3 separate regions of the Mus musculus genome follow, and regions 2 and 3 are each linked to region 1. Evidence: chromatin contacts called from public HiChIP or PLAC-seq and promoter capture Hi-C data. All regions are on one chromosome and are shown on one strand. The core of a region is the stretch at or near the end of the contact, and the rest is flanking DNA. Distances in the headings are between cores, read along the strand shown.

What was found. Promoter capture Hi-C pulls out the DNA fragments that hold promoters and counts their contacts. HiChIP or PLAC-seq counts read pairs in DNA pulled down with a chosen protein or histone mark.
Region 2: a promoter capture Hi-C map of pre-B cells shows a contact between it and region 1. The contact joins the enhancer-like site here to the promoter of Rpp25 in region 1. A contact is called at or near these places in 6 of 39 promoter capture datasets (the C10 cell line, cranial neural crest, liver and 2 more) and 1 of 9 other capture datasets (adipose tissue).
Region 3: a contact with region 1 is called in an HNF4G HiChIP or PLAC-seq map of pancreatic cancer cells. The contact joins the promoter of Cyp1a1 here to the promoter of Rpp25 in region 1. A contact is called at or near these places in 4 of 39 promoter capture datasets (the SN4741 cell line, cranial neural crest, embryonic stem cells and 1 more), 2 of 484 Hi-C or Micro-C datasets (CD8 central memory T cells and natural killer cells), 5 of 115 datasets of contacts at active chromatin or transcription factors (embryonic stem cells, extraembryonic endoderm stem cells, microglia and 1 more) and 3 of 9 other capture datasets (adipose tissue, liver and pancreatic islet).

The regions. Positions count from the first base shown.
Region 1 is chr9:57,501,801-57,506,370 of GRCm38.p6, reverse strand. It overlaps Rpp25 (ribonuclease P/MRP 25 subunit), which reads right to left and starts at 2,269. Exons shown (of 1, transcript NM_133982.1): 1 at 924-2,269. The coding sequence starts at 2,134. The coding sequence ends at 1,535.
Region 2 is chr9:57,734,570-57,739,139 of GRCm38.p6, reverse strand. The region is part of intron 4 of Edc3 (enhancer of mRNA decapping 3); the gene reads right to left. Among named protein-coding and RNA genes, the nearest start is that of Clk3, 28 kb to the left of the region's middle. Within about 2 kb of position 1,884, at least 13 of the 459 cell types and tissues checked have an H3K27ac peak or open chromatin away from gene starts, as enhancers often do.
Region 3 is chr9:57,695,037-57,699,606 of GRCm38.p6, reverse strand. Cyp1a1 (cytochrome P450, family 1, subfamily a, polypeptide 1) reads right to left here and starts at 1,994. Exons shown (of 7, transcript NM_001136059.2): 1 at 1,908-1,994. RefSeq lists enhancers at 2,474-2,494, 2,858-2,876, 2,969-2,987, 3,045-3,064, 2,779-3,135 and 1 more and a promoter at 1,934-3,635.

The sequences.
Region 1 (4,570 bases), core at 1,020-3,519:
TAAAAATAAATAATTAAGTCAGGAAGGTGGGGTGGGAGGTGAAAGGCAATGATCGACAGTCTGGATGACAAGAGTCAGTGATCCAAAACACAAGCAGAGATACTGGGAAGAGAGAAGAGGCTTCCCCAAGGCGCCCTCCATCAGCTGCAGAAACCCACGTCCTCGCCAGTAGGATTTATTTCAAGGTTCTACAGGCAAAGTGACTTACAAATTTATTCTCTCCCATCTCCTTTCCAGAGGTGCTGGGTTCCATGGGGTAGCATCTGCTCTGAAGATTCTGAGCTGTACGCTGCACAGCTCCCCAGCACACAGCACACCCCCGCCCCCTCCAGGCTTGGACTTGGGCTGAGAGGCATCTGAGGCTGTTATCTCTCCACACACAGCTGTGCAGGGCTGGAGGCAGCGGCTTATCAGGGAGCCCGCAGTGATTCACAGCCCAAGCTTCTCTGCTGAATAGTAATTTCCAGCAGTGGATTTGTGCTGTCTCTCTCCTCCCCCTCTCCCAAGGGTGTGCTGTCCTTTTGCAGAGAGAGGGCAGTGAAGGGGAGCTCCTACTCTTGGGGCTTTGTGCCTGCCTCTGGGTAAGAATGTCTACTGCGAGGAGCGAGCAAGGTTAGAACCTTAGCATGGTCTGCCGGCCTTGGCAGGCTGCCGCCTCCAGCTCATCAATGCTCCCCCCTCCTTCCCCTCCCAGAGAAGTAGCAAAACTGCTTCCTTTCCCTTGTGGTGATACAACAGTGACACAGACCCCGGCCCCCTCCACCACAAGTCCCTCTTTCAACATTTTGACACTGCCCCAGTCTCTGTGTCTGACCTTGAAGACTCCAAAGGCTAATAGGGTTGAAGGCAAGCATGCCAAAGTGGTCTCTGCACAGGCGAGTGGGTAAGGAAAAAGAAAAAAAGAACAAAACTGAAGACAGAGCCATTTTCACGTTTGTTTTATTGGAAGCAAGACTCCAGCAGGACTCGGGGAGGAAGCATGGCAGATTTTGTCCTAAGTCCCCTCTCAGCCATCATGCAAGGCGGGTGGGGGAGGGATGCTAAAAGGGAATTGCTAGGGTGTGTGTGTGTGTGGGGGTGCAGAATAGGGTCCGGACATTTTCAACTTGGCCATCCTCAAGTAATCAGCTCCGTAGCTCCCGCTCTCAGTTAACAGCAAAGATGATTTTTAAAGCCTCAACTGTCAGCATCCATGCATACTGGGTGCTTTTAACGTCTGGGTCCCCAAGAAAGCTCAAGAGTCCCACTACCCACCATGCTTCCCTAAAAAAGACGGCCTAGCAAAGGTGTGGGTGGTGTTCTGTGGCTTCTGGTAACATGTCCCACAAAGTTTCCTTGGACTTCAAGGATCCTCTCTTCTCATTCCTGAGCTCTCTCCTGTCGCCTTGGGATCCGCGCTGTCATTCTGAGGACCGGTGTCCAGGAACATGGGCCCCTTAAAACCCAGGTATGAAAGGTGCGTGTGTTGAAAGGTATGCAGGAGTGTTGAAGATATATGATTCAGTCGGTCTGGGTGGCTCAGAGGCGAGAATTCTCAGGCGGTCCTGTCCTCATTCTCAGCCTCTGGCTCAGGCTGAGACCGCTTAGCGGTGCCTTCTTCAGCAGCAGATTCCCCCAGGCTCCTCTTGGACGTCGACACCGTAGGAGGGGACGAAGGACCAGGACTGAGGTTCGGAGGCTGGTAGCCAAGTTGTCGTGGATCCAGTGCGTCCTTTGAAAGTAGGATGGCGAGGCTCGGTACATTCTTAAGTACACTGAGACTGGCGGCCGGATCGCTGGGCGTCTGACCCGGTGTGGGCCCAGGCGGGAGGCTCTGCCACACCTCGCGCACGCTCCGGTAGCGCAGCCGCGTGACCTGGTGTAAGCCCGCCAGGCGGCGCTTGAGAATCTCGGCGCACGTGACGGTCTTGGTGGTGGCCCGGCCGCAGCCACTGAAGACGATGGCGCGCGTGGCTGGCTGCGCCATGCTGGCGGTGGCGAAGGCCAGTAGGTTGCGGATCTTGCTGCCCTCCTTGACCCGCATGTGTACAGCACCGGGTGCCAGATCTGCAAAAGGGCCAGAGTTCGGGCTGCCACCCTCATCACCGTCCCCCGCCGGCGCCTCCTCCGAGCGCACCTTACGGAAGTTCTCCATGCGCCGTCGTCGCTGGGATCGCAGGTTTTGCCATGGGGCCGCCTCAAGCCCGGGGCTGCATGGCCGCGGGTCGTGCCGGGCGAGAGCTGGCAGGGATTGGGGTGCCGGCGCCGAGTGAAGGTTGGAGGGTGGGCTGGGAACGTGCAGTCTTCAGCCCAGACTTCTACAGGGTAGTGATGTTCTACTCTGCGCCCTCGGCACCTTGTGCTCCGCGCCTTTAGCAGAAGCTCCGCCTGGGAGCCAGATAGGACCCGCCCCTTCGCCCAGGACCCGCCCCAACTCTGCGTGACTTGTCCCAGTCCCTCCAGCCTTTGGGATCCAGCGCTGGAGCTCAGCGGCTGGGGTCACAGAGCCACGGGTGATTTGGGAGGTGAAGTTCTCCGAAGTCACCATCTGTTCTCCCTGAACCAGACCTTATGCAGGAACAACCTAAATAAATACTATGCTTAAGGTTCAAATGCCGACTCAAGCCTGGTCCCTGAGCCCTGCGGGGTTCCAGCGCAAGGGCATCCCTAGACCCCTCCTAGGTAAGAGATCTCCAAACCACCTTTTGGGGCTTCGCTACTCCACCCCTCCAGGGACCTCCCTCCCGTTCTCTTACTATATTTTTGCGTCAAGGGCAGCCAGTGCATGGTCAGCAGAGAGTGGGAGGCGTTGGCTGCGGCTGCACGCAGCGCCTTCCCTGGGCTGGGACCGCTACGTCGTGGCCTGGTCCTTGCGTAGCTGCTTAGAGAGACACTAAGCTTTGCTCCTCCTGATCATACCTCCAGGCTCCCGGCACCTATGCACCTCTGAAATGCAGGAAGTGATGCGTTGGGCCAGCCTAAAGTGAATGGGGAACAGGAGACCATTTCTTCCAAGGCGTTAAATTCTTATATTCATGCCTGAAAGTCCTTTACTGGAGCTGCATACATGTTTATGAGCGTGGCTCAGCCCGAGCTAACGCCGGATTCCTGACTTCCAATTCCAGGTGGAATTCCTTGCCAGTCAGCCTTGGCCTCTAGAAATCCAGAGGGTTGTTTTTGTTAAAAGGAGACTGAGAGAAGACAGGTTTTAAGAGGTGGGAGGCAGGGTGGAGTGCCTTGGCGGAATGTGTGTGTGTGGGGGCGGGTACTTGCAAACTCTGGGAACTCCACTGAATCTGAGCAGAGGCTCGGGCTCTGCTGCGAGGTGAGGTGGGCAGTAGAAAGATGAGGTCTGATCAAAGCAAGACTGTTTAATAAGGAGTGACCCTGGCCTGGGGCCACGCCCTCAATATTCAATCCCGTTTCCATGGAAAGGCAGGGAGGGAATCAGACAGACGTGGGAAGCACCGGGAAGGAAGACGCACTGAGGACTGTAAGGAACGGTGTTCTCAAAGTATCAGCAAGATGGTGTTTGGATGAGCACAGCATCAGTCTAGGGGGAGAGCTGCCCGGCCCTCCTCTTCCTCTTTGCTATCTGTGACAATTCTCAGCCCCTCAGCTCAGAACAACGAGCTTATATCTCATCTCTTCTTGGAGTGTGGCTGCAGCAGCTGGACTTTTTATTTTTTATTTTTACCTCAAGTGTGAGTGACTGGCTCCAATCTCCTGCTCACACTCCAGGAGTGTGCCCCGAACTGGGACTCTGCCCTGGATCTAATCTTAATTCTTGTAGATTTCACAGGGAGAAGCAGGCTCTGGAGTCCCAACCTTGGGGAGACCCCACGACTGAGTGCACTCAGGCAAGTGGTGGACTTAAAGTCGGCAGTTTTGGATTGATCTGAGAAAAAGTTCCAGAAAGACTAGAAGCTATGTAGGAATGTGCTGGTTGGAAAAGAAGAGAGCTCTGCGTTCCCTGGAGTATGCAAGCCTGGGTTAAACAACTTGGAAATCATGTAGGCCGTACACTACAATTTGGAAGATCTGGGGGCAGCAGGTTTGTTCTGAAAAGAGTGAATGGTTGTGCCTCTACCCAAGTTGGCCCTCAAGGACACCGCCACCCTCTCCCAGTACCACTACCCTCTGCCAGAGACTCTCCCATTCACTTTATTTTCCTGTGGAGGGAGAACGCAGAAAAGGCCCGGTTCCCCGCCCGCGCATCGCTTCCTTTCCAGCTCCCTCAGCAGCACTTAAAATGTAAATGCACATCGTGATTAGCCGCGGGGTCGCTAATTACAGCTGAAGCCATTCATTACGCTGTCAGCTCTCTCCATCGCCTGCCGGCTGTGCAAGTGGGGAGGTGATGGGGGAAAAGGATGTGGGGACAGCTCGATGCTGGCAGCCTGAAAGCCCAGAACTGGCAGAGAGGCGGTGAGCCGAAGAAACCGGTTGGACCGTGAAGAAGCCGTGGTGTCAGAGAGGGGAGAAAGGCGGGAGGCTGGAAGGAAGGAGATTAAGTGAGGAGGATGAAGAGGAAGGGTATATGAGAAGCGATACCAGGATGGGAAGAAGGCCAGAGGAGGAATCGTGCGAG
Region 2 (4,570 bases), core at 635-3,134, 230 kb before region 1:
TTAAGGACTGGCAGCACTAGGGAGGTTGAGAGCCACTACTCTAAAAGCAAGGAGGAATGTGCTCTCCCTCCTCAGCAATCCAGCTTAGGCCACTATAGCATCCCATCACAATAAAACAATATCTTTTCCTAAAAATGGAAAAAGTCACCTTGAACTTTAGAGTTTTCTTCACAAACAGGCTGCTCCTCTTTTCCAAGAATCGGAACAGATACTAATTCATCCTCTGACCCCTTTAAACACTGCCATTCTTATCAATTTCTTGGTAGGAGGTCACACTCATTTGCTCTCTGCTTCCTCTTATTTCTCTCTTCCAGGTAGTTCTTCCTCTTAGCTTAAGAAATTCAGCCAGCAACTTGTTTTCTCAAGTAACATTGTCACTTTCTCCCTATGCACACTACCCAACCTTCTAGCCATCAAGAAGGTCTACAGTGAAACAACGTCAAGCTTTACTTAAAAGAACATTTTTTTTTCATTCACCAGAAACAAAATTCTAAGAGTTCTGAAGTTTATGTGGTACACATCACATATATTAGCGCCTGCAGACCAGTAACATCTTAGAGGTCAGGGAACCAAGCACAAAGCAACACCAAAGTAAAAACTTGTGATCTGAAGCCCTTTCCTTAATAACATAGGTCTTGTTCTCCCAAAATAACAATGTCATCTTCCAAATGCAATGGCCCAGAAAAGCAGGTCCACTGCCAGGAAGACCTTTTAGCTTCCCTGTCTGAACTGGGCTGGAGAGATGGCTCAGAGGCTAAGAACACTGGCTACTCTTGAGAATACATGAAGACCTATGTATCCAGACTGGAATCCCAGCACCCACATGGCAGTTCACAATCATCCATAACTCCAAAGAATCTGACACTTCTGGCTTCTGTGGGCATTCATATATGTGGTAGTCACACATGCAGGCAACCACCCATACACACTTAAAAAACACAAACAACAACAAAACAGGCTCTAGTAAGTCATCAGAGGATTGCATGCTATCTGTGTCAGGCATTTTGGATCCCAAATTCTTAACTCCTTCAAGTAGGGTAGTGACCCTTTTATATCAATAAATAGCCATGATTCACTGAGCTTGTTGCATCTCTGTCTTTAACACAGGCATGGTCTCACCAATTGGTCAAATGTACAGACACAAACCTCACACTATTTATGATCTAGTCTAAAAACATTAGTTTTCTTGTGGATTTATCATCATCCCATTGCTCTAGCATTCTGATTAGAAAAATCTGCCTGCCCACTGGTCATTTCTAGGGAAATTTCATTTATTTCTATTATGAATGCAGCCTTGGATGTGTAGATTGCCCAAACCAGACACAAGAAGGATATTTGCTGTGGGTTTTGGCAAAAGGAACCAAGTGGAAAGCCCAAGTCTATGGCATTTAGGCCTGTGTCTTCTCAAGTAAGGCAGAATAATACAATTTAATGTAAGGAAGACATAATGAAAATTGCCTAACATTTGTCAAAATAAATGTCAGCTGAGTGCTTCTGCCTGCCTGCCTCTCATGTTTGTTATGGGCAGAGGTGACAAACAGTGCCATTAAGAACAAGAGCCTCTCTTTCCACCCCTTTCTAAAATGTAAGTCACTGGGGTCCCAGGTGCCAAGGCTAAAGGTGCAGCCTGACCTTACATGTCAAAAGCTGATTAAAACGGCCATGTTTAATGGCCTGCTTTAGACAGACACATATTATCAGAACTAATTAGGAAGCCCTGATAGCAGTAAAAAGGCTGGCTGAATTTTCAAGACTCCTAAGCTGTCCTGTCCAATTAGCTGCACACCTACCTCAAAAACCTCTTTACCTCCAAAGTCATGCAAAGGAGAGCTTTCACTCTGTCTACACTCCCTCACCTACTTACCTGAACAAGTACGACTGGTTTAAAATGGGTGACCTGCTACACTGTAAATCAAGCTTTTCAAGCTCTTATGCTGTACAGACAGGACACTCTCTGGGAACAAGGAGATTCATTTTCAGCCGGTTCTCCCCTCACAGTCTTAGAGAATATGAATGAAGCTCTGGAGATAAGGGGAAACAAGCAGTTTCTACCCTGGCTAGGTGCTACTCCAGCTGGGAACAGAGTCTCCTACCGTCTCCCCCGGTCTGTAATGATGGCTGGCATAGTTTGATAGCTAGCCTAGAGTGAGGTGGGGTAGGATCCTCTCTGCCTGCGGTCCTATGCTGGGGACCTTACTGGAGCCTGCTCTGTTTGCTTCTCCAAAAGGAACACACAAGAATCCAAAAAGTTCCTCTTAAACATTTATAAATAAAGTTCAAGAAGCTAGACAGGCTTATCAGAAACAGGCAGGAGGAATAAAATAAGCCCCAAAGGAAAGGAAGCAAGAACATAGCGTGTATACTGCGAACAATAACACTGGCCATCTGAACATGGGCCAAACCTAATTATGTTTGGGTTGGAAGGTGGATCTTTATTGTTTGCAAATCAAGGCAGTCAAATCAGTTGCTGGGTTTCTCTGAATATCGTATTTTACAGCTGTACTGACTAAAGGCAGAGCTAACCGTATCCAGTCATGACAAGCGCAGCATTTGTAACGCTCCCATTAACTTCTAGGTATCATGGAAAACAACTCAAGCGCACACTGCATAGGCCAGGAAACGAGGCTCCTCTCTGCACACTTCTACAGCCTGGCTGGGCTGACTCTTGGGTCGTAGGACCCAGTGGTCTAGCACTGCATGTGTCTGCCACTCCCATACTGTCACTTGTGCACTCTGCCTTCCGGTCCACAGCACTGCAGACTGTGTCTCCTCACAGACACACCTGTCCTGATACTCTCCAGGCCCCAGTCCGGCAGTACTACATCCAAGCTTCCCTCCCGTCCACCCCGTCCAGCCTTCCTCCTGCCTGACTCTTACAGCCAAGTGCCTCTCAGTGTAATGCAATCTTTACACAAAGGTGGCTCCTTAGTGGGAGAGGTTCTGTGCCCTGTATCTCATCAACAATGGACACAGCTCCACTGATGGGCAAGGGAGTCCTCTGGATCTGTGAACTGAGTCTATTCTGTGGCAGTCCCAAAATGGGGAGTCTCGGGGTAAGCATGTCTTCCTTTTACGTTTCAAAACCACCTGCAAATTAGCACCTTCAGACTAGCAATGTATAGGCAGCCCCTCCAGATCAATATTAAAGCTACCACAAAATGCAATGTGGCATCAAAAGGAATTGTTAAGAGAAGCCTAATACTATAACAAACATTATCCTGGCACAGGAGGCCTTCCGTTCTGGCTGCATCTATCCCACATCCTGTACTTCAGACACCTCGTCTATCAGGCCCCAGCTACCTTGCCAGCTTCTAGTCTCTATTCCAACAGTTCTTTTGGGAACTTTTAGCTTCCCTCTCCTAGTATTAGAATCTTCTCAATTTTTACTTTAAAATATTTTTATTTATTTACTTATTTGTGCATGTATGTCATGGTATATATGTAGAAGTGTTAAGAAAACTTGTGGAAGTCAGTTCTTTCTTACCATTATATAGTTCTGGGGAGATTAAACTCAGGTAGTCAGACATCAGATCAGTAAGTTTTTTTCTGAGACAGGGTTTCTTTGAGTAGCTCTGGCTGTCTGTAGACCAGGTTGGCCTTAGACTCACAGAGATCTGCCTTTGCCTCTCAAGTCTTAGGATTAGAGGTTTGTACCACGGCCGCCCTGCTCAGAACAGTAAAATATATATTTTTTAAAGATTTATTTATTTATTTATTTAACGTGAGTACACTGTCACTATCTTCAGACACACCAGAAGAGGGCATTGGATCCCATTACAGACGGTTGTGAGCCACCATGTGGTTGCTGGGAATTGAACTCAGGACCTCTAGAAGAGCAGCAGTCAGTGCTCTTAACCACTAAGCCATCTCTCCAGCCCCAAGACCAGTAATTTTTACTTTTAACTAATACATTGAACATAAAAGTTATATATCTTAATGTGGTACCATGTAACAAACATTGAGGATGTGTAATGTTTAAATTAGGTCAAACCCAGTGTTGGACCCTAAATGCTACAATACCAACCCGCCATGCAAGATGTGCCTATTAATTTAATAGTAGCATGGGGGTTATGGGGTAACCAACTCAGATCCTCAGCAGGGATCCGAGGCCTGCTCCACGGGGGTGGGGGTGGGTGGGGGGGATGATCATGCTCAGTACTGTAAACCTGATTTACAGCTCATGGCTCTAGAGGCCCTAAGCCCTAGGGGGAACTCACTACTGATAATTTACTAAATGGACATGTTGTCAAACTGCCTTCTATATATTTAAGTTTATTCCCATATATTAGTACAGCTCTCTAACCTGGCCACAGAACACCCTACACAGTGGGCAGTGGTTAATAGAGGCTCACAGCTGTCAAGAGTGCTGAGAGTAAGTGGCTGTTGAGAGTCCAGCCCTAAACCAGACATGTTCATCAAACCCCCAAGGCTCAAGCCACATCCTGGGAACAGGGGATGGGGAAGGTGCTGAGAAATGCTGTCTTCTGGACAGGACTTGGCCACTGCTCTTACGCACTCACTGTAGTCATGGTCACCTGCACAAGAAAAGGCCAGAGAGCATGCAAGAGGC
Region 3 (4,570 bases), core at 745-3,244, 190 kb before region 1:
CTAGAGCACCTCTCTTAATTGTGTGGCTTCAGTGGCTTCCAATCTCTGTGGTTTCCACTCGTCCCAATTTACCTTGTGTCTCCTAAAATCAGTTTTACATCCACTAGGCAACATCATCCTGAACAATGTCTGTACCTAAATACAGCTTTGATTTTCCTAACACATTCCAATAAATGTGCAACTAACAAATGTCACCCGAAAAATCTCTTTGGGTCTACCCATCACCCTTGAGGAAGCCGCCATCCTATCAGGAAATCAAGAGATCATTTGTTTCTTTGGCCTCATTGCTTACTCTAGCAGCAGGGAAATCAGCTTCCAAATGGGGCATTAGCCAGGGCTCACAGCTCTTAGGGAAAGTTCCATAGAATGTACAGCTGCTATCACAGATGCCTCCTTTTGAGAACGAAAACTTTTGAGAATCTGAGTTCTCAGTTCTTTACTGTTCTTCATCTCAGGATCTAAAGAACCCCATCAACCCCAGTAGAGGACAGGAATGGGAGAGGGTACAGGAAAACCAATGCCCAAGCCACCTTCCTCTCAGGCCTAGCTCCCTAAGTTCAACGGGGCCACACTTTAAAAGCCAAGGGAGACCAGCTAGACACAGCTCCAAGTAACAGTAATCCAGGCCAAGCTTTTTGTTGTGCTCAGTTCTCATGAATGAATAGTCTGGTCCTTCCCCCTCTTTTGCTGTCATAAGAAAGCAGAAATGAAAAGGAAGATTCCTATAAGGTTAGGGCTATAAGAAAACCACTGACTGGAGTCAGGAAAACTAGGAATGGATTTGAGCTTAGTTTTGACTAAGAGGACACTTTCTCTTTAGATTTATTCTAGAAAAAGTAAGCAAATTTAACATCTGCTCCAAGGCTCTGCCCAGTCAGGAGAGTCACATTGCAGTGAAGTACAGTCCAGGTCATCCTGGACAAGTCATATTAACACTGAGACTTCAGTTACATAACTGGGAGAGAGGGTAAGACAAGCTTGCCCAATTCATCTGGGAGGGAGGCACTGGCCCATACCTTTAACCCCAGCACTTAGGAGACAGAGGCAGGAGGAACTCTTGAGTTTGAGGCCAGCCTGGTCTACAGAGTGAGTTCCAGGACAGCCAGGGCTACACAGAGAAACCCTGTCTCAAAAAAACAAAACAAGCCAACAAGAAAGATTGCTTAATTCAGAGGGTACAGATCCTAGGAAGAGAAGATCTGAAGCACATACGATAGGAAGATGTACAATTCCCAAATACTACAGTCAGCTTGAAGCAGAGGGGCTTCCTGGAGGGGCTGAAAACACACTTCATAATTGGTGTCCCTAAGGAACCCTAACCTTTGGAAGGTGGAAGGGCCGAGGGAAATGTAACTGGTGTTTCCAGTTCCCTGAAGCTCTCAGTTTATGGAGCTGATGGTATCCCAGCAAGGATAGAAGAGACAGTCAGTGGGGTAGGGAGCCTCTCTAGCCTAGGTCAGAAACAGCTCTGACATGCTGCCCTTTGGGAGGGTAGAGGCTATTGGGGGTAGTTTTTAAATAAGACAGAGAACACCAGAAAAGCTCAGTGCATCTTCACTGTCCACCCTACACATCCAGAGAGGAGCCCTCACCCCCACTGGCAGTCCTGAGGAAGGGGCTAAAGGTGCAGGGAAGACGCCCTAGGAGGTCAGTGAGGAGGGGGAGGGGCCTGAAGTGGAAGGGTATCTCATTTCTATCTAAATAGCTGATACCTCTGGCCTCAGTTTCTCCCTTAAGGAATTTACCTGGTCACTAAATAAATAAATAAATAAATAAATAAAAGTGTAGTTCCCTGTTTTGAAGGAGCTACCCAGTAACTCTTCACCAAAAATTTCCTTTTCTTGGGAGGGAGGGAGGGAGGGAGGGAGGGAGGGAGGGGCAATCCAGGAGCCCCCCCAAGCACTCACCTTGGGCTGTAAGGAGGGACTGAAGTGAAGAGTGTTCTCTAGGACCCTAGGGAGGATCGGGGAAGCTCCAAGAACTACCACCTTCAGGGTTAGGGTGAAGGCACCACCACCTTTATAGGACTCTGTGTCTGTTGGCCACGCCTCCTTATCTGAGCCCAGTGGTGGGACCGAGGGAGGGACAGCCTTAGGGAGTGCTCTAGGCAGGGGGGAGGGGGGAGATAGGCAAGAAGCCATACCGGATACCTGATGTAGGTACAGGCACAAAAAAACATAAGAAAAGAAAAAGAATAAAGGTTGGGGTCACCACCCCCCACACTTTCAAGGTGCTCCATGGACAGTGCATAATCCCACTGAGGGAGGGGTTTGAGGAAAAATTCTGGGGTAACCTAAAAAGTAAGTACTGGGGCCTCCATTCCGGGTCATAGGGATTCCTTTTCACTATTTTTGCACCCCTGAAACATTCAGTGTGTAAGATCCTCTTGCCTACTACAAGCCAATGGGTGCCCGGGAAAGGCTGGTAGAGGGAGAACAGCTGGGTGGTGACTTTGCTTCCCTGGATTACTGAGTCCAAGCTCGCGTGAGAAGCGCAACGACCCCAGCCCAGAGGTCACAGGACAGGAAGGCCAGTGGCGCCATTGGACTGACTCTGTGCCCCACAAATTGGGTATCGGCCGAAGTTCGCGCTGCTTCATCTAGAGGGTGGGGATGGATGGCAGGCTTGCAGATCTCACCTCTAAGGGTCACCTTAGGCAAGCTGCAAGCCCGGGAGTCCCCGCTTGCAGCTCCCTGTAGGCTCCCGGGGCTTGCTAGTGTTGTGCATACATACTGAAGCAGGCAACACAGAGAAGTCGGGCGGCGGGTGCAGAGCTATCTAAGTATGGTGGAGGAAAGGGTGGAGGAAGGATCCACGCGAGACAGCAGGAGGGGGTCTGGGGCTACAAAGGGTGATGCTTGGCACGCACACAGGTTCCTGAGGCTAGCGTGCGTAAGCCTGCTCCATCCTCTGGGGGCAGAGGTCGGGCTGCCTGTCTCCGCCCCACCTGGCTGGGGACAAGGTGCCCCGGAGTTGCGTGAGAAGAGCCTGGAGGCCCGCGCAGCCACCCAGCTACCCAACTCACAACCGGGCGCGGGTCCCAGTGCTGTCACGCTAGCTGGGGGAGGGGAACCGTGGGTGAGGCTCTTAAAGGGCCAGCTCTCCTGGGGCGTTGGGGTGGGGTTTAAGAGATAGAAATAGTCTATGCTTTGCAAGGGCGCGACAAGACAGCGCCAGCGGTGCAAAGGGCCGGGTTTGCGTGCGATGCTCGGCTTCTGCCTGAGAGCAAAGGCCTGAACAGCGTGTGTCCACATTTTTAGTGGCAGGACACGCAGCACCACCCGGCACGCCTAGCTGGCTGTTTTGCAGGTGCTCTCTGGCCCTGAAGGGTGCTCCCAGAGTGAGATTAGTGTAAGAAGAACATCTGAACTTGGCGTGTCTAACTCAACCTGTTCCTAACTAACACCTTCACCTGCCCTCCCCTGTGAGCTCCCGAGCCCAGAAAGAACATTGATATCTGCTCTGTGACCAAGACCAGGAAAAAAAAACAACACTTCATCCACCCCCTCACCTCCCACTCTAGTTACATGCCGCCCTCATGCATTGTGCAAATATTCGCCAAGCTCCTACTATGCTGGATGCTGGTGATTGATGCAGAGGTGAAAAGGATTAACAATACTCCTTTGACGAAGCTTACCCGCTGCTATGGGGGAAACAGGTGATAAGTAACAAAACACAGAGACAGGCATAGTACAAAAAGAGCACTAGAAAGATAAATGATATGCAGGGGACAGTTTACAACTGCAAATGAGGTGGCCAGGGGAGTGCTCTCTGAGATAGCACTGAACAGAGGCAAGAGTGTCCAGTCAAGCCTCCCAGGTATCTCCCTGGAGGATGTTCCTGGTAAGAGGACCCACCTCATAGGCACAGTGTTTCCAGATGTTCTAGTTATGTGTAGAGGTTGTGGTAAGGGGGTGGTGTTCTCCAGACATGTCTACCTATTCAAGAAGTATCCCACCGAGGAAAATGAGAGTCAGTAGTGAGGATGTTGTCTAGCCTGAGCTAACCTCAGGCTTCTGTGCTGGAGGTAGACTGGAGGGCAGGAACACTTCTGTCCATTTTGACATGGGTGAAGTCCTACGTCCACACTCTCATCCAGACCCCTATTGATCCCCAGAGAATGGATTCCCCTTTGCTTTTTGGTTCTTTCAACTTCTTCTTCCCCACTGTGCCTCTCAGAATGTGAAATCCTTTCTGTCACCATGTTTGCTGAAATCCCTTAGGTATCTGAAGATAGGAAACAGAGCCTCTTGCAGAATCTACCAGGTCTGCCCATCGAGGGATCTAGTAGTTTCAGTTCTGAGTCTAAATAAAACATGGCTTCCCCCTTGTATTCCTTCCTGGATCCTCGTCACAGCAAGTTAGATTTCTTTTGGTGTCACTCTTCCTCTGTTTTCCATTGTCCCAACCGCTGACTTAGCTCCAGAGAATGAAGCATACAGGAGGTGAGGCGGGCCTTCTCAACATCTTTGCAGCCATTCTCAGGACACCCGACCCTTACAGTCTCCCTCTTCTTCCTCTATGTCCCAGAACAGAAAATATGCATGTGGAAAATTAATCAGATATACAT